Regions from separate parts of the Mus musculus genome. Here region 2 is linked to region 1. The links are chromatin contacts, called in public Hi-C maps. All regions are on one chromosome and are shown on one strand. The core of a region is the stretch at or near the end of the contact, and the rest is flanking DNA. Distances in the headings are between cores, read along the strand shown. Region 1 overlaps Gm31137 (a long non-coding RNA gene). Region 2 overlaps 6030407O03Rik (RIKEN cDNA 6030407O03 gene).

Evidence for each region. Hi-C and Micro-C count contacts between places; a contact is called where the count stands out from the background.
Region 2: a contact with region 1 is called in a Hi-C map of cerebellum, with 1.8 times the contacts expected there. The contact joins two enhancer-like sites. A contact is called at or near these places in 1 of 484 Hi-C or Micro-C datasets (cerebellum) and 1 of 9 other capture datasets (embryonic stem cells).

Annotation. Positions count from the first base shown.
Region 1 is chr1:72,991,628-72,994,789 of GRCm38.p6, forward strand. The region is part of intron 1 of Gm31137 (a long non-coding RNA gene); the gene reads left to right. Among named protein-coding and RNA genes, the nearest start is that of Gm31137, 8.4 kb to the left of the region's middle. Within about 2 kb of position 1,699, at least 8 of the 459 cell types and tissues checked have an H3K27ac peak or open chromatin away from gene starts, as enhancers often do. A contact at or near this core is called in cerebellum, where this site is marked.
Region 2 is chr1:73,715,915-73,719,076 of GRCm38.p6, forward strand. All of the region lies in intron 6 of 6030407O03Rik (RIKEN cDNA 6030407O03 gene), which reads right to left. Among named protein-coding and RNA genes, the nearest start is that of Gm29183, 110 kb to the right of the region's middle. Within about 2 kb of position 1,642, at least 10 of the 459 cell types and tissues checked have an H3K27ac peak or open chromatin away from gene starts, as enhancers often do. A contact at or near this core is called in cerebellum, where this site is marked.

The DNA of each region.
Region 1 (3,162 bases), core at 449-2,948:
GGTATTGTTTGAACACTACTCCTGTGGAGGCATGCCAAAAGGTCATCTCAACCCAGTTGGGGGACCCAAAGAAGGACCAAACTCAGGACACTGTCAAATCCAGCTTGGTGAACCAATGAGTTTTATTGGGGTTACTTAAAGGAACAGAAATGACTCAAAGACACTCCAAGCCCACTCCAGCATGGGTGACAGCTCACAAAAGCTGAATGCACAGTCTGTAGGCAGCTCAAATTGGAGTGTGTAGCTTTCAGGCAATTGTGTGGTCTAAGCCTCCTGCATGTAGCTTGGCTGGTCTAAACTTCTAGGCAGCTTGTCTTGTCTAAAGCAGCCCTGTAACAGTCCTTACTGTTTATGTATGCCCCAGAAGAGAGGGGCAGAGAGTATCTGGTCAGTTTCAGGGACTTCCTGAAGCCTTGCGTTTAGGGAGCTTCAGGGCAGGCTGGGATGTTTCATGTCTCTTTAGAACACACCATGTTTTAATAAACTTCTGCACGAGGTAGAAGGATCTATCTTAGAGAATGTTGCCAGGCAACAGAAGTTAGTTGAATTGGAAGCTACTGGGTTAAACATATAGTTAGAAGAAACTTTGACAAAATGCTGACATTTCTTACAAATTCAAGAATGAGATACACCATGCCACCATTCCTATTTAATTGACTAAGAGACATGTTTCTTGCTTCCCTGAATATTTTTTTTTTGCGGGGGGGGGGGGGGGCTTGTCTAACGTTCCACAAATGGTCTGGAAATTGCAGAGTCAGCAAATCACTGCCATACAATGAAATCCCCTGCCTTGCCCTATACATTCTTTAGCACATACCACTTTCTGCATCTTGAATCCATCCATCCATCCAAAGTGGCTTGTATTCCAGGCACTGCATATGCTAGTTTTTCATCTTATTCATTTGCAACACAGCACTCTTCTATAGATTTTTATAAAGCAGGAAAGGTGAGTGGGCTGGGTTTTAAATCTAACTTTCCTAATTAAGATTCCCCTGTTGCTGTTCTATTCTCGGGTTTTCTTCTAGTTGACCATTCTCTTTCTAAGAAAATACCAATTCCCAACTCAAATCTTGTTTCTTTCAGTGGATTCTCCTTCATCCTTACCTGCCCTTGGCAGAGAGATCCCTCCCTCTTAAACTCTAGTCTAACATCTCCACCAAAATTTGGCACATACTTGATCTGATTACTGGTTAGTGGCAGGGTGGGAAGGGGAGAGACTTTATGGCTGAGGAAACTGGTAGACAATGTGGATCAGTTACTTGCCTACCATTACAAAGCAAGTCAGTGATGAAGCCAAAAATTTAACCTAATTTTTCTAGTCTCTGGACCATATTCTTTCTCCCATTCTGTGCTGTCTCCACCCAGATCAATTACTATTTCATAGCTGAAGGAGCCAAGGCCAATGAAGGGAAAACCACACAGAATTCTAGCAGCAGCGAGAGGGCCACCTGTAAAGGCTCACACTGGGGACATTTCCTTCTTAGCAGGCTCTGCCCCCTGGTTTGGTAAGAACCCAGACATTGCTGCCAATCTGCTCCTGCTACCTGCGTGCCATGGAAATTGCAGCTTGCAGCTCCAGCAACAGCAGGAGGTGCTTGCCTCCTCCTTGGGGAACAGCCAAGGCAGGTCAGCCTGTTAGCCTGCAGACCCAGCATCTAAAATAAACCAAGCAACAACCCCAGTGGAAACCAGGCAGCTAGCCCAAAAGAAACAGCACAGCCTCCCACCAGCCAAGGGCCATGGAGAACACACACTTGCAGGCTGTTGTTTCATCCTTGTCTTTTAGTGAGAATGAACCACAGTCACCCTGGTTCTAGAATTTTGGGCTGGCAGATACTGAGGGAGCTAAGATCCCAGAGAAACTTTGTTGTAAGCATTTAGTGTGCTATGCTAGGGACATAAATGATCATAGTTGTGTCTTTCCACAATGCCAGTATTTATTGAATAATAAATACACAAGCTACAGTATATATATATAGTATAATTGGTCACAATTTTCCTTGGTAACTGGCAGTTGGAAATAATAGATTCTTTTATTCTAATCTTAATTACTACTTTAACTCTCAGATCACATTACACCACATGCAGTGTTTTGCCCTGAGAGATTCCATTTTACAAGTAGTCTCTCACTCCATTTTGAGTGTATATGCAGGAGGGTGGCTCTGTACTTTGCTGAGCACATTAGCAATACTGTCAGAACTATGCAGAAGCCATAGACTGATAAATAACTTATTCCCATTAATTGGGACAGTAGGAACATGCAAATGTATTAAAATCATATCATAAATATGCTGAAAATTTACCGAGTTTTAGAACTTTATTTTTAATTCTCTGAGACCTTCATATAATATATTTTGATTGTATTAATCTCCCCCCAAACTCATCCAAGACCCACCATCTACCCTCTCAAATTTGTGGATTCTCTTTTTCAAACCTATCAAGTACAATTTGTATTATCCATATATTCTTGGATGTGTGGACTTCCAGTGGAATGTGTTCCACCTACCAGGGCCTACACTCTTAGAGAACTCCGACTCTCCCCATCCCAGCTATGGGTGGGACTTCATGACTACCTCCCTCTCCATCCTCGGGTTTGGTCTGGCTTCATCTTACATGGCTTTCATGCATAGTCATAACTATTGTGGGCTCATATATGCAACTATCCTGTTGTTTTTAGAGAAAATTGTTTCCTTGTAGTCTGGTTCTTAAAATCTTTCCACCCTGTAGTGGCTTGAATATGAATGGCTTCCATAGGCTCATATATTTGAATGCTTAGTCATCAGGGAGTGGAACTCTTTGAAGGGATTAGAAGTAATAAGAAGTATGGCCTTGTTGGAGAAAGTCACTTGGTGTGGTCTTTGAAGTTTCAAAAGCTCATAACAATCCCAGAGTCTCTCTCCCTGCCTATGGATCAAGTTGTTGTTCTCAGCTACTATTTCAGTGTCTGCCTGTGTGCTGCTATGCTTTCCACCATGATTATAAAGGACTAAGCCTCTGAAACTGTAAACAACCCCTCCCCCCAGTTAAATACCTTCTCTTATAAGAGCTATAGTGGTCACGTGTTTCTTCATGGCAATAGAGCAGTGACTAAGACATAGCCCACCTTCAACAATGATCTCTGCTCCTTGGGAAGTGCAGGTGTGATACAGATGGTCCAATAGG
Region 2 (3,162 bases), core at 392-2,891, 720 kb after region 1:
CCACCACAGGATAAGTCCAAGTGAGAAACACCCATCTGGAAACAGCCCCTCTTGAGCCAGATCAGGAAGGGGGTGTGGTCTCAAAGGGCCAGATGTTCTGAAAGTTGGAACTCTGCAGGACATCTAGTGCATGCAGACACACACACACACACACACACACACACACACACACATACACACACACACACACATACACACACAAAACACCTTGCAATGACATGTGAACGTGCTGCATTGAAGACACCTTCCTTTTACTGAAGGGATTCTCACAGTCTCAAAAAAAATGCTTTTATAGGCCCGTGAGGCTAAGTCACTTCATGCATCTAAACTGGCTTCTCCCTGCAGAATCTAGAAAGGCAGAGCCCTGTCATAGTCTGGGAAACCCCATGGTGAAATGAAATAGAGGCAATGAATCAACCAAATTAACCACTATTGAGTACAGGAGGTGTAGGTGGTATGTATGCTACACCTCTACTGAGCCATTCAAGTGCTGCTTAGCCTTCTAATTCTGGAGCTGACCAACCAGGGTGCAGGATTTCTTCATATTGTGTACAGAGGAAGGCCTCGTATGCAACCTGAAGCATAAATGTTCAACAACGTTGTACCAGTTAAATTGAGTTAAACTCCTCTGGTCCTGGGGGTGTTGGTCTCTGTAGGGAAAAATAGAGACACACTTCCAACACAGGCTTCCTCTGGGGAGCTATTCATCAGTGTTCTCTCTCAAAGAGGCCAAACAGTCTTACTTGGCCTCAGGATGGATGAAAGAAACACTCCTTGTTTTCACACCTCCTTCTCACTCAGCTGAATCACAGGAGAGAGAGCCGCAAGCATAACAGGTGGAACTAACTATCTAAGATGGCATCCTGCATTCCCCTCAGAAAAGAAGAAGTTGAGTTCAATCAGTTCGGAAAGCCGGGTTGTGAAGACCAGATGTCGGGAAATGGGGATCAAGCTGCGCCCAGAGAGGTACCACATTTATTTCCCTTGTTTAGTCTCTGCTCTATTTGGAGTTTCTGCCTAGAGGGTGACTGGGAGGGTTATGGTCTCTAAGATGTCCAAAGCCAGTCACTTCTGTGTATAGGTCACACAGGAGCAATGCTGGCATGGAGAATGTCTCCCCTGCCCTAAGCTGGCACCATTTGCTCCTATACTTGGCCTTCTTGACTCTCTTTCTGCCATCTGTGATTCATAGAGCCAATCATACCATCCTGTCACATGGGAGTTCCTCATTATGTTGGTCCATTTCCTTCTCCACTGGACTTCACTGTTTGGTTATTGTCCTAGTTAAAGTGTGTCTCCCAGATCTAAACATGCTGCTTCTGAAACTGCATCCCTCTCTGGTATCCAAAGAGCTGAAGCAAGACTTCCTGCAAATCATGATGAGGACAGGCACATACACAAATGTCTGCTGCCGTCCGAAGCTGGGACTGTGTAGGGGTGGCCATAGAGTCCCCGGGGGATGCGCATGTCATCCAGATCACTCCAGTGGCTTCCACCCCTCACCTTCCTCCTCTCCAAGGATGTCTTTTTGGGAGATGTTCTATGGGCCCTCATGCTGGACGGCCACCCCACAGCCTGGGAGGATTCTATTTCCAGCCACCTCTCTTGCACAAGTGGAGATCCGGCCAGCCCGATGGATTCTTGGGATGGGAAGCTCTGGGAGAGGCCAGATTGTTATCACTGTCAGATACAATTTCCTCCCCCGACACTGCCCTCCGCCAGCCCGCAGTGTCCATCTGTCTTGGAAACAGTAAGGTCCCGGCTGAGTATTTTTAGACAAGGCCTTTGTTGGTCTGGAGTTACTTCCCACCAGAGCTGTCAGCTCTGTCCACTCTTTCTCTTCTTGGTCTGTGGTAAGATCTCTAATGATCTGTTAAGCACATGCAGGGCTGAATGTCGTTAGAAAGGTGGAGATGCTGCCTGCCCTCCCTCCTCACCTCCTCCTGCAAGGGTGACTTTTCCTGTTTTGACTTGCTTCAGGTGTTTTGTTTTGTCTTCGCTTCCTGGTCTTTTTTATTGTCCTGTCACTATTTTGAAAAAAAGAAAAAGAAAAATGTGTCACTTCTCTCAACCCTCAAAAAAAAGTGTTATTTAAAGATTTCCTGTGGTGTGGGAAGTTGCACAGTGCTTATGACAGGTAAGTTTGGGAAGAAGAAATAACATGGAAGGCAAGGGGAACAAGCATAGCTCAGCGATAGCACTGATGCTCACCAATTGGTTACTAGGGACCGTTAAGTTCAACCATTGTTTTACAGATTGGGAAACGGAGGCACTATGAAGGAAACAGAAATCAAGGCTCAGCAAGTAAAACCAGGCATGCCACACTCATACTGGGCAAACTGAAGCATCACAAGCTCCAGCTTGCTATGGCGCCAAAGCATGAGAGTGAAGGCTTATGGGAAATGATGGGAACTTGAGAAGAAAGATCCTCTGGAAGAGGAGATGTGTTCTGGGTAGAAGAAGGGGGATTGGGGCTGGAAACCTATGATACAGAGCTGTACACGTGACTAGTCAGGGAAGAGAAGGGAGAGAGTGGACAAAAGAGGGGAAACTCCTACAGGGAGGGGAGCCCTTAGGAAGAGGCCAGGCGAAGGGCATAAGAAGAGGAGACTAGAGTATCTGCTCGTCAGAGGACTTCAGAACTCAGCCCTGCCTTATCGGGAACCCAGGAAAAGGTGCTTTAAATAGACACTCAGCAGACTGTGACCTGTGTCATTTGGCCAAACGGTTTTGGGAGTGGATTTTAAGTGTCCTGGAAAACAAGCTATGATATATGCCTGGTTCCAGACTATTTTTGGTTGATTTAAATCATGAAAATCTTGATGTTCGAGTCTATGTGAGTGGATGCTCTGGACAAAAACATTGAGCATGAAGCTGGCCCCAGGAGACTGGGAATGCTACCCTATTTGGCTACAATCCCACAGCAGGACAATGGGAGAGGTCTTCTGGCTTTCAGGCCTCAGTTTCCCCTCAAAGAGTATAAGATCTGCTTTATCACTTTTCAAGCTCTTTCCTTATTAGCATTGCCTTTGAATTAGTCAAGATCTGATGGCAGGTAGGCCAGAGTCCCTCTCTTCCAGGTGGCCATTTAAAGTTTTTATTTTCTAACATACATGGAAATGAAAATCTTCTATGGAGTATATAGACTCAAAGAACCTGGAT